Linked DNA regions of Mus musculus: region 1 is linked to region 2. The links are chromatin contacts, called in public promoter capture Hi-C maps. All regions are on one chromosome and are shown on one strand. Each heading gives the region's core, a stretch centred on a gene start, on an enhancer-like site or on the middle of the called end of the contact. The rest is flanking DNA. Distances are from core to core; before and after follow the strand shown. Region 1 holds the start of Ppy (pancreatic polypeptide). Region 2 holds the start of Ifi35 (interferon-induced protein 35).

Region 1 (7,534 bases), core at 4,312-6,811, 650 kb before region 2:
TTTCCTCCTGCAGGCCAGAAGGTTTGGACCAGTGGTGAAGACTCCCCCAAGGCCTCCTGCGAGATGTGTTAACTACACCGACTTCACTTGCATGTTTGGTTTAAGAAGAGGGCACTTCATATCTCGGTGTCTCGGACACCCAGACTGGAGGGCTGTGTGTGTTCATTTCCCTGTCCCTAAATAAAAAGCAAATTTCGCACAAAATACCCGTGTGTTTTTTCCATCCTGAAGCGTCAGTGTGTAAGGTGACTTGAGCCCCAGGAAAGACAGGTGGCTAAGAAAATGACTCTGAGGACAAGGAGAGGGCATGGTGGGGAAGTTTAACATAGAAACCTCATCTCAGCCAGGGGCTCCCAAAGGACCTGGGAAGGCACTCTGGGGGGAAGGGAGCCTAGGAGAGTGGGTGCAGTGGATTCTGAACGGGAGGAGGCAAAAGGGTGTGGATGGAGAGGAGTTTAAGGTCCAGGAGAGCATCTGGGGGAAGGCTAGACACCACTCCCTGGGGAGTTGCCCTGAGCAGCCGTGGAGAACTGGAAGATGGCATCTAGGATGAGACCCTGAAGGAAGAGACCTTGGAGAGGCGATATGGAATGGGTGCAGAAGTCACTTCCCTCGCACCTTGAGCAGGAGAAGCAGCAGGAGTGTAGAGGTCTCCATTCTTTCAGCAACAGTGGGAATTCCCTGTAATGCTGAATGCAGGCTGGATAGCTATGACTAACTGTGCCTTTCTGGTGGAAAGGCATGGGGGCACCCACCAATTCCTCGCTGTCCCCATTAAACACCGAGGTCTAAAGTGTTGTGGGTGTTTAAACTGTAGGCTAACCCGAGTCCCTGGATATCTCTTATTGCAGGAAGCCCATTAATTAGAATTTCCTGCCCTCTCAGGCCACCCAGTGCTCTCTCTTGCTACTTCCCTGCTCACTATGAAATGTGTCCATCATTCTGTGTCTTGTTTTCCTAGGTCTTGGAGGGGGTGGTGCTGGAGGAGGGGCATATGTTCCCCATCCTTTGTTGAGCAGCACCTGCCCAGGAGGAAGGCTAGGGGATGGGGGAGGAGGTACCATGTTGAAGCCAAGAATACAGATCCACAGAAATGGTGTCATCCAGGAAGACTGGGTGCTATCACTGTGTGGATGGGAGAGACATGCAGGGCTCCTTGCAGCCTGCTGGCCCTGGAAGGAGAGTGGCCTCTGGTATAACACTTTCTGTAGGGGGAACAATGAGACCCCCACATCTACCTTCTGGGGTTGCTTTTCCCCTTCACAGGGAAAGGATGAAGAAGCAATCCTGGGGCCCAACATATGTCATAGACTGCATGGGTTCTGGGCTCCACAGTGTTTGCTTGCATTGCTTTCTTTCTCTCCTGCCTGGAAAGACCCTCTTGTATTATGGTCATCTTCTAGAAGCCGTTCCTGGTTCCCCTTTGGTGGCGTTAGTCTCTCTGTTGTCTTTCCTTGCAGCATTCCCGTTACTCAAGATTCCCCTTTCTGGTCCCCTGTTCCTCTACTGCTCCAAGCTTGCAGTGACTGCTTGTATGGTTGAGTAGTAAGGACTGTGTGTCTGGATGTTGGTATCTGTGGTCCTCTGTCTTCTGGTCTGTCTGGGGAAGTTGGGGCCAGTTTGAAGCTAATGCAGGAGAGACCTGGAGAGACATATTCTCGACCACAGTCAGTTTGTATAAAGTGTCCTGTCTAGTTAACTCTTAGTGAGGTGACCTCATTTCTGGTTTACTCTGGGGCATTTTGAGCAGGAGTGTGATCCGGAGCTGATCAGCTTACTCAATACAGGGGTCAGGAAGAAACTTAGATATGATAATAGTTAACAAAGATAGTAACAATGATTAACTTTGCAAAAAGTTCTCCTTAAAATTGATATTGATTTTTATTGTATAAGATGTATGTGCCACAGCCTATGGAGTGAAGAGGACAACTTTGGGTAGTCAACCCAAAGTTCAATCTTTACATGGGTCCTGAGGGATCATATTCAAGTCACCAAGCCTGCGTTGTCAGTCAGCAAGCCTCAGATATCAGTTTTGTTTTGAGACAGAGCTCTATGTAGCTCTACTGTCCTGGAGCTCACTGGGTAGAGCAGGCTGGCCTCGAATCAGCAGAGATCCACCTTCCTCTGCCTTCTGAGTACTGGAATTAAAGATGTGTACCACCGTGCCTGGTTCAAACAGCTCTTCTTTATGTGTTAGACCATTAGCTAATTATTTCACATACAGCATAGTACTATGATATTGATTTGGTTCTGTGTGTGTGTGCACATGTATAACATGGTACTCATGTGGCGGTCAAAGGACAACTTTTTGAAGTTGGTTCTTTCCTTCTGCTGTGGGTTTTGGGGATTGAACTCAGGTCCTGCTGAATGCCTTGCCAGCCCAAAGCGATACCTATGAGGGATCTTTTGAGGAAGGATCTGAAGTACAGTCCTAGGAGAAGGATGGCTATACCTGCCTCCTCCCTATTTTAGTGACCTCATCTTTACAAAAGTAGTAAATAAAAGGCTGGCTGAGCCTTCTTTGCCTTTGAGCTCTTTGAAGAACCCCCCCTTCCTCATCCCCTCCTGATGTCCCTGAGACATATGTACAAGTTGGGCACAATGACACATTTGGGAGGCTGAGGCAAGAGGATCACAACTTTCAAGACTATCCTGGGTTACATAGTGATATGCACCTCAAAAATTACAAAGCAGAGCACCGAAGAGATGGCTCAGCGGTTAAAAGCACTGACTGTTCTTCCAGAGGTCCTAAGTTCAATTCCCAGCAACCACATGGTGGCTCCCAACCATCTGTAAAGGGATCCGATGCGATGCGCTCTTTTGTTTTTTTTTCTTCGAGACAGGGTTTCTCTGTATAGCCCTGGCTGTCCTGGAACTCACTCTGTAGACCAGGCTGGCCTCGAACTCAGAAATCCACCTGCCTCTGCCTCCCCAGTGCTGGGATTAGAGGCGTGAGCCACTACGTCCAGCTTCCGACGCCCTCTTCTGGTGTGTCTGAAAAGAACCACAGTGTGCTCATATGCATAAAATAAATAAATAAATATTAAAAAAAATTATAAAGCAGAGGCCTGGAGAGATAATTCAGTTGGTAAAGTACTTCCCACCAGCGTAAGGACCCCGAATCCACAGCACTCATGGAGGAAGGCAGTCCTAGTGGTACATAAGTATGATTCCAGCATAAGAGCAGTGAGACAGGTGGATCCCTGCAGCTCCCTGGCCGGTCCGTTCAGCCTCGGCGTGAGTCCCAGGTCCCCGTGAGAGACCCTGACTCAGAAAACAAGGTGGATGGTGTTTGAGAAACACCACCTGAGGTGAGGACATGGGCATACACCCACATATACACAAACCCTCTCTCACACACACCTATATGTATATGCACCTACACATACTTGTACCCATATCCACCCCCAGGCCCCTCACATACTCACCACCCCCAACACCATACACACTACTGAACAGAATCAAACAAAACCCCGTGTGCCCTGAATGACTCTTTCTTGGCCTGTGCTCTAAGAGCAGCAGGGGCTGAGGTAAGAGAGCCAGGAAAGGGTATGACAGAGCACAGGATGCTAGCCAAATGCCTGTCGTGTAGGTTGTATTTGGGGTCTCTGCACTTCCTTTCTTCCATCCTTCCTTCCTTCCTTCCTTCCTTCCTTCCTTCCTTCCTTCACCTACTTCATTCACCCTCGTGTTTCTGGACTGTTCTCCTAACCCCATTATCACATTGGCCGGTAGCTATCTTCCTTGTCCAGAGAGCACGTGGCTACTAAGGAGCCACTAGTGACTTGGTTTATCTGCAGGTGAGCACGTGTGTCTTCCTGGAAGCTCTATGCAAGCACTTCAGGAGCCCACAAAGGCTATCAGGAGCTATCTCTGTGTTCCAGATGTGACCATAATATTTAGAAGGCACAGGCACTACTTCCTCCTGGATTGTCACTACTACCCCTGCAGAGACCCTGGAATCTGTCATTTCGATCTATTGGGTTGACATTTGAAGAGCAGCTGTGATTTCTTGGGACCAAGCAAAGCTGGTTGACTTGCGTGACAAACTGTAAATAGTTCCCACACCAGACTCATTCCCCGGATACAGTCTTTTTACCTGGAGTAAAATCCAGAACACAAGGTTTAGAGCCCCTGGAAACCCGGATCCTTAAAACCGGCGCCGGAGCCAGGCGCCCCCTGGTGGCAGCCATGAGGCTCGAGTCGGAACTAGCCACTGGTTTTGCATAGTGGGAAACCTGAGCCCAGAGAAGGGGCCAGGATCGCTGAGAAATGAACTCTACTTACTTTGAGCGGCTGGTGCTCTTCTTGCTACCTTAAATGAGAGCCGAGAGGAAAAGGCTCTTTGATTCTTCAAGTCTGGGGATGGATGCAATGAGCCCACCTTACAGAGTAAGAAATCGAACCCTAGGAGCTCTAATTGGATCATGCTCCCAACAGGAGGGCAGTGACGCGGACTTCAATTGGAGCTAGGCCTATCTGACCTCTAACCTTATCAGGACAGATGCCTGCTGTCACCTTCTCCCCTCTCACTTCCTGCGTTCCCAGAGCCCGCGGTGATGATTCTTGTTCTGTCCTGAGAGCAGAACATCGGGAGAGAGAGAGGCCCTTGCTCCCTTCACAGGGGTCAAAATAAACAGAGCCAGTGACTGCTCTTGGCTTGAGCAGGGTGGAGGTCTGTCTGGGAAAAGGACACTGAACATGAAAGGGACAAGTGGCTTCTCCTGTCACGCAGTGGCACCAGAAGAATCTCTCAGGGGAGGAAGTGAAGGCTGACCCTGAGTCTTGGACAAGCGTTCCCTCCTCTGGTAGTCTCCCCACTTTTTGTCTGTTAAATAGGTTCCCTTGTAGGGGTTCAGTGGGACGACAGCATGGCATTTTTTGGGGGGCAACTTGAAGCTTATAAGTGATGCTGGTTTTTAGCACTCCCCTGGGACAGAGCTCTGTGCTGGGAAAGGAAACAGCTGCCAGGAACTGTCCCTTCCCCACGAACCCTGTGGCCTCTGAACCCTGGCCCACAGGACCTAAGCTGGCATTCGATACACGCATCAAATGGCTTTCTCCACTCCCTTCCAAGTGGCTTTAGGATGTGAGACATCTCTGTCCCTTCCTTGATCTAGCTGGATTGAAGGCCCGAATTCCATCCCTCATGGTAGGGGTAAAGCCTAGCTTCAGCTTCTATCCAGACCCCAAGGAAAGCCTATTGGCGACTGGGGTTGTCTCTGGGGAGGCCATGCTGAGGCTAGTGGCTAGAACCTTTGGGTTACCATGTCAGGATCCTGTCATTTATGAATCAAACCTCTTCTGGTGTCCAAAGCTGGATACGGACCCCCATGAGACCTTGTCATGGTCCAGTTTTTTCTTCTGTGCTCCTCCGACATCTAGAATGCTGACCTGGTGCTTTCCTGTTTCTGGCCACAGTGCCCGTGTTTCAGAAACCAGGCAGAGAGCAAAAGGGGGGTGGTGGTGGTTAAAGGCTGGCAGCAAGAAAGGCTGACAGGAGGCGGGGACTCTGGGGGTGCTGAGGACTATAAAGGGGCACAGCCATGAACAGGGAGACAGTCCAGCAGGAGGTAGGTGTCTGGGCCCAACACTCACTAGCTCAGCACACAGGGTAAGTGAGCTCACTCTGTCCTGCCTCTGGGGACTCCTTGGGTTGAGGCTGGTGATGGAGGGTCGGAATTGGTGCTTCGTAGGGCTGGATCCCTCAAGGGACCTAAAGTCCTCCTTGGGTCTTTCTCTGCATCTGGACAAACCTGTCAGTGGAAAGCAGGACCCACCGTGTCATAGACTTCTGTCCCTTTGCTTTACAAGTTAATTCTGTGTCCCCCACCCTGTGGTTCCCACCAGCTCTGGCTACTCCTGCCTCCTCAGAGCCATCAGTGTCCTAAGTCCTGTGTATCCAGCCTTCATACCTAGTTCTTCTGCTGTTTTTTTATGTTGCCAAGGCTTGGGTACTCTGGCTGCTGGCTTGAGGGGTGTGTATGTGGAGGTGTCCTGTTTTCTAGGGAAGGAAGGTGGTTGATGCTGGTGGCTCCTGGGTCTGCCCTTGTCCCCAGGCTTGGCTTGAAGAAATGTGTGGTAGGTGGTGGCTGGGCAGGTAGGTCTTGGACACAGGAGGATCTGCTGATGGGCTGTGTTCTGCTTCCACGATTCCTTGTTCATTAGATGGCCGTCGCATACTGCTGCCTCTCCCTGTTTCTCGTATCCACTTGGGTGGCTCTGCTGCTGCAGCCCCTGCAGGGGACCTGGGGAGCCCCCCTGGAGCCAATGTACCCAGGCGACTATGCGACACCTGAGCAGATGGCACAATATGAAACTCAGCTCCGCAGATACATCAACACACTGACCAGGCCTAGGTAGGGTGGTGTGTGTGTGTGTGTGTGTGTGTGTGTGTGTGTGTGTGAGAGAGAGAGAGAGAGAGAGAGAGAGAGAGAGCTCTTTAACCCTAGTCTCTTCAATGCCTGCTCTGAGAAAAAAATACTTCTGAGTGGCTTGGATCCATGGGCCGTGGGCAGGAAAGCGTCTACGTGGGGGATACAAAGCAGGTGACTGACAGTGAGAACTATACTTATCCCAGCTGTCTTCCTTCCCAGGTATGGGAAGAGAGCCGAGGAGGAGAACACAGGTGGACTTCCTGGAGTGCAGCTCTCCCCCTGCACCAGCCCCCCAGTTGGCTTGATTCCCTGCTCTGCGCCCTGGAGCTGAAGGCAGGTGTGGAAAGGGGGGGATCCAGAGGAGGCGGAGTAAGGGAAAACAAGGTCTTGGGGTACAAGGACTGTCCTTCCTCATGATTCCCTTCTTTCATTACAGGGAGCTCTGCCCAATGGACTTGCAGCCTCTCTTGTCTTCAGCCCGTGGCTGTAGGAGAGTACAGGTCCAGCTCTTTCCTCTGCAGTCTTGCAACAACCTGCTCCCTTGCAAACTAAATAAAGCAAATTAAAATCATAGCCCGTGTGTGAGTGTGTGTGCACCCATAGAGGCAGAAGCAGGTAAAGTTCACAGTCAGGGAGGCAGGGGCCTGGGGGTAGGAGATAATCCTGAGTGTATATAGGGGCTCAGCTCATTCCTTTCACAGAAGGAAGCTGTGGTCTAGAGAGAAGTGAGATTCCTTTCCAGAAAGGTCTGTGATGTCACAGTTCTAAGCTTAATCTTCCCATCCCAGCACCCCTAAACCATCTAGCTCCTCCCCCGAGGCCAGCCCTGTTCCCAAATGTACCCTCAAGACGGCTCCTGTAACCTGGGCGGTGGGAGAGGAGTCATTTATCCTAAAGTGGCAGGGCAAGGGCAAGAACTCAGAGGATTAGTGCTGGCGGCCAATTGTGTGCTGTGTAGGGTGGTCTCAGAACTGCTCTCTGGAGCTCTGGAGAGAATGGACTGATCTGGGAGGTAGTGGACTGCTGGACCAAGAATGAAATTTAACTACTGCTGTAGGGAAATGTGACCACCAGGGAGGAGATGTTTAGCCAAGAGTTCTGGCGGCCTCCATGTGTCAATCTGTGGTTCTTGGGACAGGGAGGGAAGACCCAGGTAC
Region 2 (7,449 bases), core at 1,638-4,137:
ACAGGGTTTCTCTGTGCAGCCCTGGCTGCCCTGGAACTCATTCTGTGTGTGTGTCACCACTGCCTGGCTCTAAAGCAATTTTTTAAAAAAAGACCAAGGGCCTGCAGAGATGGCTCCGCTGTTACAAACACTGCTGTTCTTGCAGAGGACCTATGTCAATTACCAAAATCTTTTTTGTTTTTTTGGTTTTTTTTTGGAGATTTTTTATTTTAATGCGTATGCGGGTTTTGCCTGTACGTCTGAGTACCATGTGCATATAGTACCAGAGGGGGCCAGAAGTGGGTACCAGATCCTCTAGAAATGGAATTACAGAAGGTTGTTGGGTTCCAGGTGAGTGCTAGGGATGGAACTCTGTTCTTCTGGAAGAACAATCAGTGCTGTTAACCACTGAGCCATCTCTCTAGCAGAGTTGCCAGGATTTGAAAAGGAAAAAAAGGCCTGGCAGTGGTGGCGCACGCCTTTAATCCCAGCACTCGGGAGGCAGAGGCAGGTGGATTTCTGAGTTCGAGGCCAGCCTGGTCTACAAAGTGAGTTCCAAGACAGCCAGGGCTATACAGAGAAACCCTGTCTCAAAAAATTAAAAAAATTAATTGTATATTTTTAAATTGTTTACACTTATGGGTTTTTAACTGGCATGTATGTCAGTGTACCACTGCGTGCCTGGTGCCTGGAGAGGCCAGAAGAGGGCACTGGATCCCCAGAAACTAGAAGTAGGGTTATGGATGGCCCTTAGCCAACAGGCTGGTGGTGGGAACTGAAGCCAGGTTCTCTTCAAGAGCAGCACATACTCTGGACTGCTGAGCCAACTCTCCAGGATGTGACTTTACTTTTCAAGATAGGGTCTCTCTCTCACTCACTAACCGAGAGCTGTTCAGTAGGGCTGGGTGGCTCACCAGCAAACCCCACGGCTGTGCTTGGATACAAGCATATGCCACTGTGCTATTTTCTTTAAAGATTTATTTATGTATTTTATGTATGTGAACACACTGTAGCTGTACAGATGGTTGTTGGGGATTGAATTTTAGGACCTCTGCTCACTCCGGTTAACTCTGCTTGCTCAGTCCCTGCTCACTCCAGCACAAAGCTTCATTTATTATACATAAGTACACTGTAGCTGTCTTCAGACGCACCAGAAAAGGGTGTCAGATCTCATTACCGGTGGTTGTGAGCCACCATGTGGTTGCTAGGGTTTGAACTCAGGACCCTCAGAAGAGCAGTCACTGCTCTTACCCGCTGAGCCATCTTGGCAGCCCACTGTGCTATTTTTTTTTGTTTTGTTATCTCAGTTTTTTTTTTTAATTTTTAAAAAAGATTTATTTATTTATTATATGTAAGTACGCTGTAGCTGTCTTCAAACACACCAGAAGAGGGAGTCATATCTTTTTACAGATGGTTGTGAGCCACCATGTGGTTGCTGGGATTTGAACTCAGGACCTTCGGTAGAGCAATCAGTGCTCTTAACCACTGAGCCATCTCACCAGCCTGGTTATCTCAGTTCTTAAGTACTGAATTTCTCCTCGTGCTTTTTTTTTTTTTTTTTAAAGATTTGTTTATTTTATGTATGTGAGTACACTGTTGCTTTTCTCAGGCACATCAGAAGAGGGCATCGGATCCCATTACATGTGGTTGCTGGGAATTGAACTCAGGACCTCTGGAAGAGCATTTAGTGCTCTTAACCACTGAGCCATCTCTCCAGCCCCTCTTCTCATACTCTTAAGGTAAGCAGTTTATAGACTGAGCTAGCTCTCTAGCCTTCCCTCTAGGTATCTTTGTGAAGAAGTGTAATATCCCTACATAGTAAGTGAAGGGATTAGACTGTCAACTTTAGAAAAGCTAATGTTTGGTCCAGTGCAACATGTCTGAAGAAACTAGGATCTGAAACCAGGCAGGTTGGCTCTTCAATATTGCTTTTTCCTTATTTGGCTCCAAATCGCTCCCTTTTTTTATTGTATCTGGGAGATAAATGGAAGTTTTCCGTGCCAGAAGACTAACAAGGGGAGGCAGAGCTGCTGAGGACAAGCTGCATTGGATCCCTCCTCGAAGGTGGCTGCCCACTGTGCTTCCTCCTGAGGCCTCACTGGCTGTTGGCAGGCAGACTTCACAGCTCAACCTAGCCTATCTGAGGTGGCCTCAGTCAGAGGCACTTAGAAAGACCACCTGTCCCAGAGAGGACCAATGGTCAGGTTGACATGGCATTCTGAGGGGAGGAGTTTTTGGCTGGGAAGTACCTCAGAGTATTCCCTTTGCTGTTTAGAATAGCCAGAAACCTTTGATGCTTACAGCTCTCTACAACCCTGAAGCATACATCCACATAAAGAAAGATCAAGGCCGGGCAGTGGTGGCGCACACCTTTAATCCCAGCACTTGGGAGGCACAGGCAGGCAGATTTCTGAGTTCGAGGCCAGCCTGGTCTCCAGAGTGAGTTCCAGGACAGCCAGGGCTAAACAGAGAAACCCCGTCTCGAAAAACCAAAAAGAATGATCAAGGTCCTTACTTTAGGTGTCAGAGTCCTGGTTTTGACAATAGGTAAATGACAAGATCCACAGACCAAGGTACCCTAAGCGCTCTACTTCTCTTCCACCCTTAGCAGGCTTGAGCCGAGCAGGTCTAAGCCTAGAACACTGTGTTCCCGCCCCTCCCCACATGCGACAAATGCTCCCCTGCTCCCGTACTTACAGTTTGCAGGGTCACAGACATGGCTCTCACGTCTGGCAGAAGCTGGGGCTTCAGAGCAGGGTTGGCAGTGAAGAGTTCTGAAGGACTAAACTCTTTGACCCCTCAGAGGTGGCTCTGGTCTCCTCAGCCTCCAGCAGCGTCTGAAACACACTTCCACTGCTGTTGCTTGCTTGCCGGCCTCACTTCCACTTTCATTTCTGTGAATTCTGCTTCTGAGCATACAGCCCCACCCTTGGGCGGAGCCTTCCAAGTCATCAAATCTAACTACCCAGTCAGGCATGTGCTCCTGGGACCGCAAAGGGAAGACTTTCCCAGGCAGCCAGTTCTAGCATAAACCATGGTAGGATTTTTAAGACTTCCAGACAGACAGGCTCTCAGTACTGCAGCTCTAGCTGGCTTCACACCCTTGAGATCTGTCTGCTTTTGCCTCCAAAAAGCTGTGATTAAAGAACTGTGAGTCACCCTGGAGGCAGAGGCAGGCGGATTTCTGAGTTCGAGGCCAACCTGGTCTACAAAGTGAGTTCCAGGACAGCCAGGGCTATGCAGAGAAACTGTCTCCAAAAAACCAAAAAAAAAAAACAAAACAAAAAAAACCTGTGAGTCAAGTGGCGGCGGCACATCTTTGATGCCAGCGTTCAAAGAGGCAGGTGGATCTCTGTGACCAGTCAAGCCTAGTCTACAGAGTGATTTTTCAGGGCAGCCACAGGTACACAGAGAAATCCTACCTCCAAAACCCAAAATATAAAGGGTTCAGCTGTTGAGTACCAGAGGACCCAGGTTCAACTCCCAGTATCCACATGGCTATTGGTAACCTTTTTCTTTTAAAAAAGATTTATTTATTATGTGTAAGTACACTGTAGCTGTCATCAGACACTCCAGACCAGGGAGTCAGATCACATTGCAGATGGTTTCGAGTCACCACGTGGTTGCTGGGAATTGTACTCAGGACCTTCGGAAGAGCAGTCAGTGCTTTTTGTTGGTTTTATTGTTTCCGAGACAGGGGTTTTATCTGTGTAGCCTTGGCTGTCCTGTAACCATGCTGTCTTGTAGACCAGGCTGGCCTGGAACTCCGAAACTCGCCTGCCTCTGCCTCCCAAGTGCTGGGATTAATGGCGTTGAGCCACCACTGTCTGGCGCAGTCAGTGCTTTTATCCACTGAGCCATCTCACCAGCCCAACTAAAAAGCCCTTTTATTTATTTATTTATTTATTTTTTATTTATTTTTTTTTTTTTAAGATTTATTTATTATTTATTATATGTAAGTACACTGTAGCTGTCTTCAGACACACCAGAAGAGGGCATCAGATCTCATTAAGGATGGTTGTGAGCCACCATGTGGTTGCTGGGATTTGAACTCTGGACCTTTGGAAGAGCAGTCGGGTGCTCTTACCCACTGAGCCATCTCACCAGCCCCCTTTTATTTATATGAGCACTCAGTAGCCGTCCTCAGAAACACACCAGAGTTGTGAATCAGATTCTAATTACAGATAGTTGTGAGCCACCATGTGGTTGCTGGGATTTGAACTCAGAGCCTCTGAAAGAAGTCAGTGCTTTTTTTTTTTTTTTTTTTCGAGACAGGGTTTCTCTGTATAGGCCTGGCTGCCCTGAAACTCACTTTGTAGACCAGGCTGGCCTCGGACTCAGAAATCCGCCTGCCTCTGCCTCCCGAGTGCTGGGATTAAAGACGTGCGCCACCTTGCCTGGCTAAGTGCAGAGTTCTGAACTGTTGAACCACCAGTGTCTCCAGCCTCAGGATTTCTTTTTTTTTTTTAAAGATTTATTTATTATTATTTGTAAGTACACTGTAGCTGTCTTCAGACACACCAGAAGAGGGAGTCAGATCTTGTTACGGATGGTTGTGAGCCACCATGTGGTTGCTGGGATTTCAACTCTGGACCTTCGTAAGAGCAGTCGGGTGCTCTTACCCACTGAGCCATCTCACCAGCCCCCAGGATTTCTCTTAATGAATCTTTCACTGAGTCATTTAGCACTGACAAGACAGAAAGTACCCTGGACAAAACTCCTTAACCCTGCACTAGCCAGCACCTGAAGTTGTTCCCTTATGCTTCAGAGATGGTGCCACAATGCAACACTGGCTGGCCTCAGCCTCAGAGATCCACCTGCCTGCCTGAGTACCATCCACATACTTGTATTTTCTGAATGTGTCCATGTGGTAAGGGGTGGGAGTGGCTTCACAGCAAGGTTTCACTATCACCCTGGCTGTCTGAAACCTATCATATAGACTGGCTCTGTCTACCAACTGCAGTAGACCAGGCTGGTTGCAAACTCCCTGCTTCTGAGGACACTTGTGTTTCTCATTGAAAATGCCAGGAACATAAACGCAAGAAACTCAAGAACGAAGACCAAAGTGTGGACACTGTGCCTTCTTAGAATTGGGAACAAAACACCCATGGAAGGAGTTACAGAGACACAGTTTGGAGCTGTGACGAAAGGATAGACCATCTAGAGACTGCCATATCCAGGGATCCATCCCATAATCAGCTTCCAAACGCTGACACCATTGCATACACTAGCAAGATTTTGCTGAAAGGACCCAGATATAGCTGTCTCTTGTGAGACTATGCCGGGGCCTAGCAAACACAGAAGTGGATGCTCACAGTCAGCTACTGGATGGATCACAGGGCCCCCAATGGAGGAGCTAGAGAAAGTATCCAAGGAGCTAAAGGGAACTGCAACCCTATAGGTGGAACAACATTATGAACTAACCAGTACCCCGGAGCTCTTGATTCTAGCTGCATATGTATCAAAAGATGGCCTAGTCGGCCATCACTGGAAAGAGAGGCCCATTGGACTTGCAAACTTTATATGCCCCAGAATAGGGGAATGCCAGGGCCAAAAAGTGGGGGTCGGTGGGAGGGTATGGGGGACTTTTGGGATAGCATTGGAAATGTAAATGAGGAAAATACCTAATTAAAAAAAAATGCCAGGAACAGCTAGCTCATGGGCAAATGTTCACTTTCCTCTAGGAGGCCGTCAAGCCATCAGATGGTTACCAAGCCCAGGTTCACAACAGCACACCTGTTTTATTTCCCCAGTCTCTTCCCACACAAATGCAATAGGCAGACACTTGTATTTTTTTTTTTTTAATTTTTAATGACCAAAACAAAAATATACCTAAAAGCGAAGCTTCTGGAAAAACCATTTGTTCTTCCCTGTCTTGTATCTAGAAAGGAAAAAAATAAACAAATGACACACAGGAAAAAGTAAACAGGAAAACAAATTCTTTGACAGGAAGCAGTAACTGTATTCAAGGAACACGGGACCCACTTACCGCTCCTCAAACTTGACCTTGGCCTCCCGCCTGGCCTTGCGCTTCAAAGCTGGGTCCCTGAACACATCCTTGTTGACAACAGTCTTGTCCAAGGGGATATCCACAGAGTACCTGGGTTAACAGTGCAGAGGCAAGATCAGCTAGGGATACCAGGAAGGCAATTAATTCCTTGACCATCTGGTGTGGTCAGGTTACAACCCTCAGCAGCATAGCCAGGAATGTCTATGGAAGCCATGCTACACCTTCATGCAATTCCCTGGAAATTCTCATTTTGTCCTCAAATTTCTGAAACTCCTTTTAAGAGGTAAGATTCACCACACCAGACCTTCCCTTCAATGCAATATCTGGCTGTCTCTCCAGCTAGGTTTTCCTTAGCCAGGTATGGCACACACTTGTAGCACCCCAGGGGCTGAGCTGAGACCTCAGACTAGCCTGAGCTGAGTGAACTTGCATGACCCTAAGAGTCAGACAGCCCCAGCAACAAATCTTGACGACACATGCTGTCGGGTCCCAAGAAATGTAGCTTAGGACCCCTCAATTCTCACAGTCTCTTCAAGGGTAATAAAGAGACTGTTCGAAAGACCTGTCACCGTACTGCTCTGGCTGGAAGATCCACCTGCTGCAGCCTGTTAAATGCTAGGATCCTAACTGTGCATTACCACAGAGATTGGGGTGGGGTGGGTGTACAGTAGTCAACTGTCAGCACCTAGGATTTCTTAGCATTTAATGCTGCCTCCATACACACAGGCAAAACATCTACATACATAAAACACCACCATCAAAACACCAAAACCACCCAAAGAAAAACAATTTAACTGGGTGGTGGTGCCAAATCCCTTTAATCCCAGCACTCAACAGAGGCAGGTGGAAGCTAGCCTTGAACTTATGTGGGAAAAAACAAATCCTAACTATGTGTTTCCGTACACACGAGTACAGGTTCCCTCTGGAGACCAGAAAAGGGTGTCTGATCTGGAGATGGAGTATAGCAGCTTGGAACCTTTTAACATCATCAGGTTCTGGAAATTAAACTCAGCAGCTCCACAAAAGTAAGTATCCTAATGACTAAGCTTTCTTTCTATCCTGGTTCAAAACAAAACTGCACAGAGCCCTCTCCTTCCACCCTTATTCGGGTTCCAGGGATTGAACTCCGGTCACCAACACCAGGCCCTAAGCTGTCTCACAGCCCAAAGAAAACCATCTCGTACAAAGGTGAGGGAAGGCAGACCAGACCCTGTCCTGCGTACCCTAGAAGACAAATCCAGCAACCTGCACTTAATAAGGGCAAGCTGGAGAACAGAAAACGAAAGGGACCTGAGACAGGATGCTCACACCTGAAACCCAGAACACAGGATTCCGAATGTGAGGATAGCCTTGTGCTAAAAGACAAACAAAAACGGATGCAGAAAGATTAATGAACTACAGACTCTATCAAGTCTACTCCCCTCCCCTAACAGCGCTGTGGTCAAACCCAGGGTCTTGTA

The links. Promoter capture Hi-C pulls out the DNA fragments that hold promoters and counts their contacts.
Region 1: a promoter capture Hi-C map of hippocampal neurons shows a contact between it and region 2, with 2.4 times the contacts expected there. The contact joins the promoter of Ppy here to the promoter of Ifi35 in region 2. A contact is called at or near these places in 1 of 39 promoter capture datasets (hippocampal neurons) and 1 of 9 other capture datasets (pancreatic islet).

The regions. Positions count from the first base shown.
Region 1 is chr11:102,099,346-102,106,879 of GRCm38.p6, reverse strand. It overlaps Ppy (pancreatic polypeptide), which reads left to right and starts at 5,561. Exons shown (of 4, transcript NM_008918.2): 1 at 5,561-5,614; 2 at 6,169-6,359; 3 at 6,597-6,714; 4 at 6,814-6,949. The coding sequence starts at 6,169. The coding sequence ends at 6,708. It overlaps Pyy (peptide YY), which reads left to right. Exons shown (of 4, transcript NM_145435.1): 4 at 14-204. The coding sequence ends at 38.
Region 2 is chr11:101,443,850-101,451,298 of GRCm38.p6, reverse strand. It overlaps Ifi35 (interferon-induced protein 35), which reads right to left and starts at 2,887. Exons shown (of 7, transcript NM_027320.4): 1 at 2,677-2,887. The coding sequence starts at 2,697. Rpl27 (ribosomal protein L27) reads right to left here. Exons shown (of 5, transcript NM_011289.3): 4 at 5,969-6,079; 5 at 5,703-5,860. The coding sequence ends at 5,812.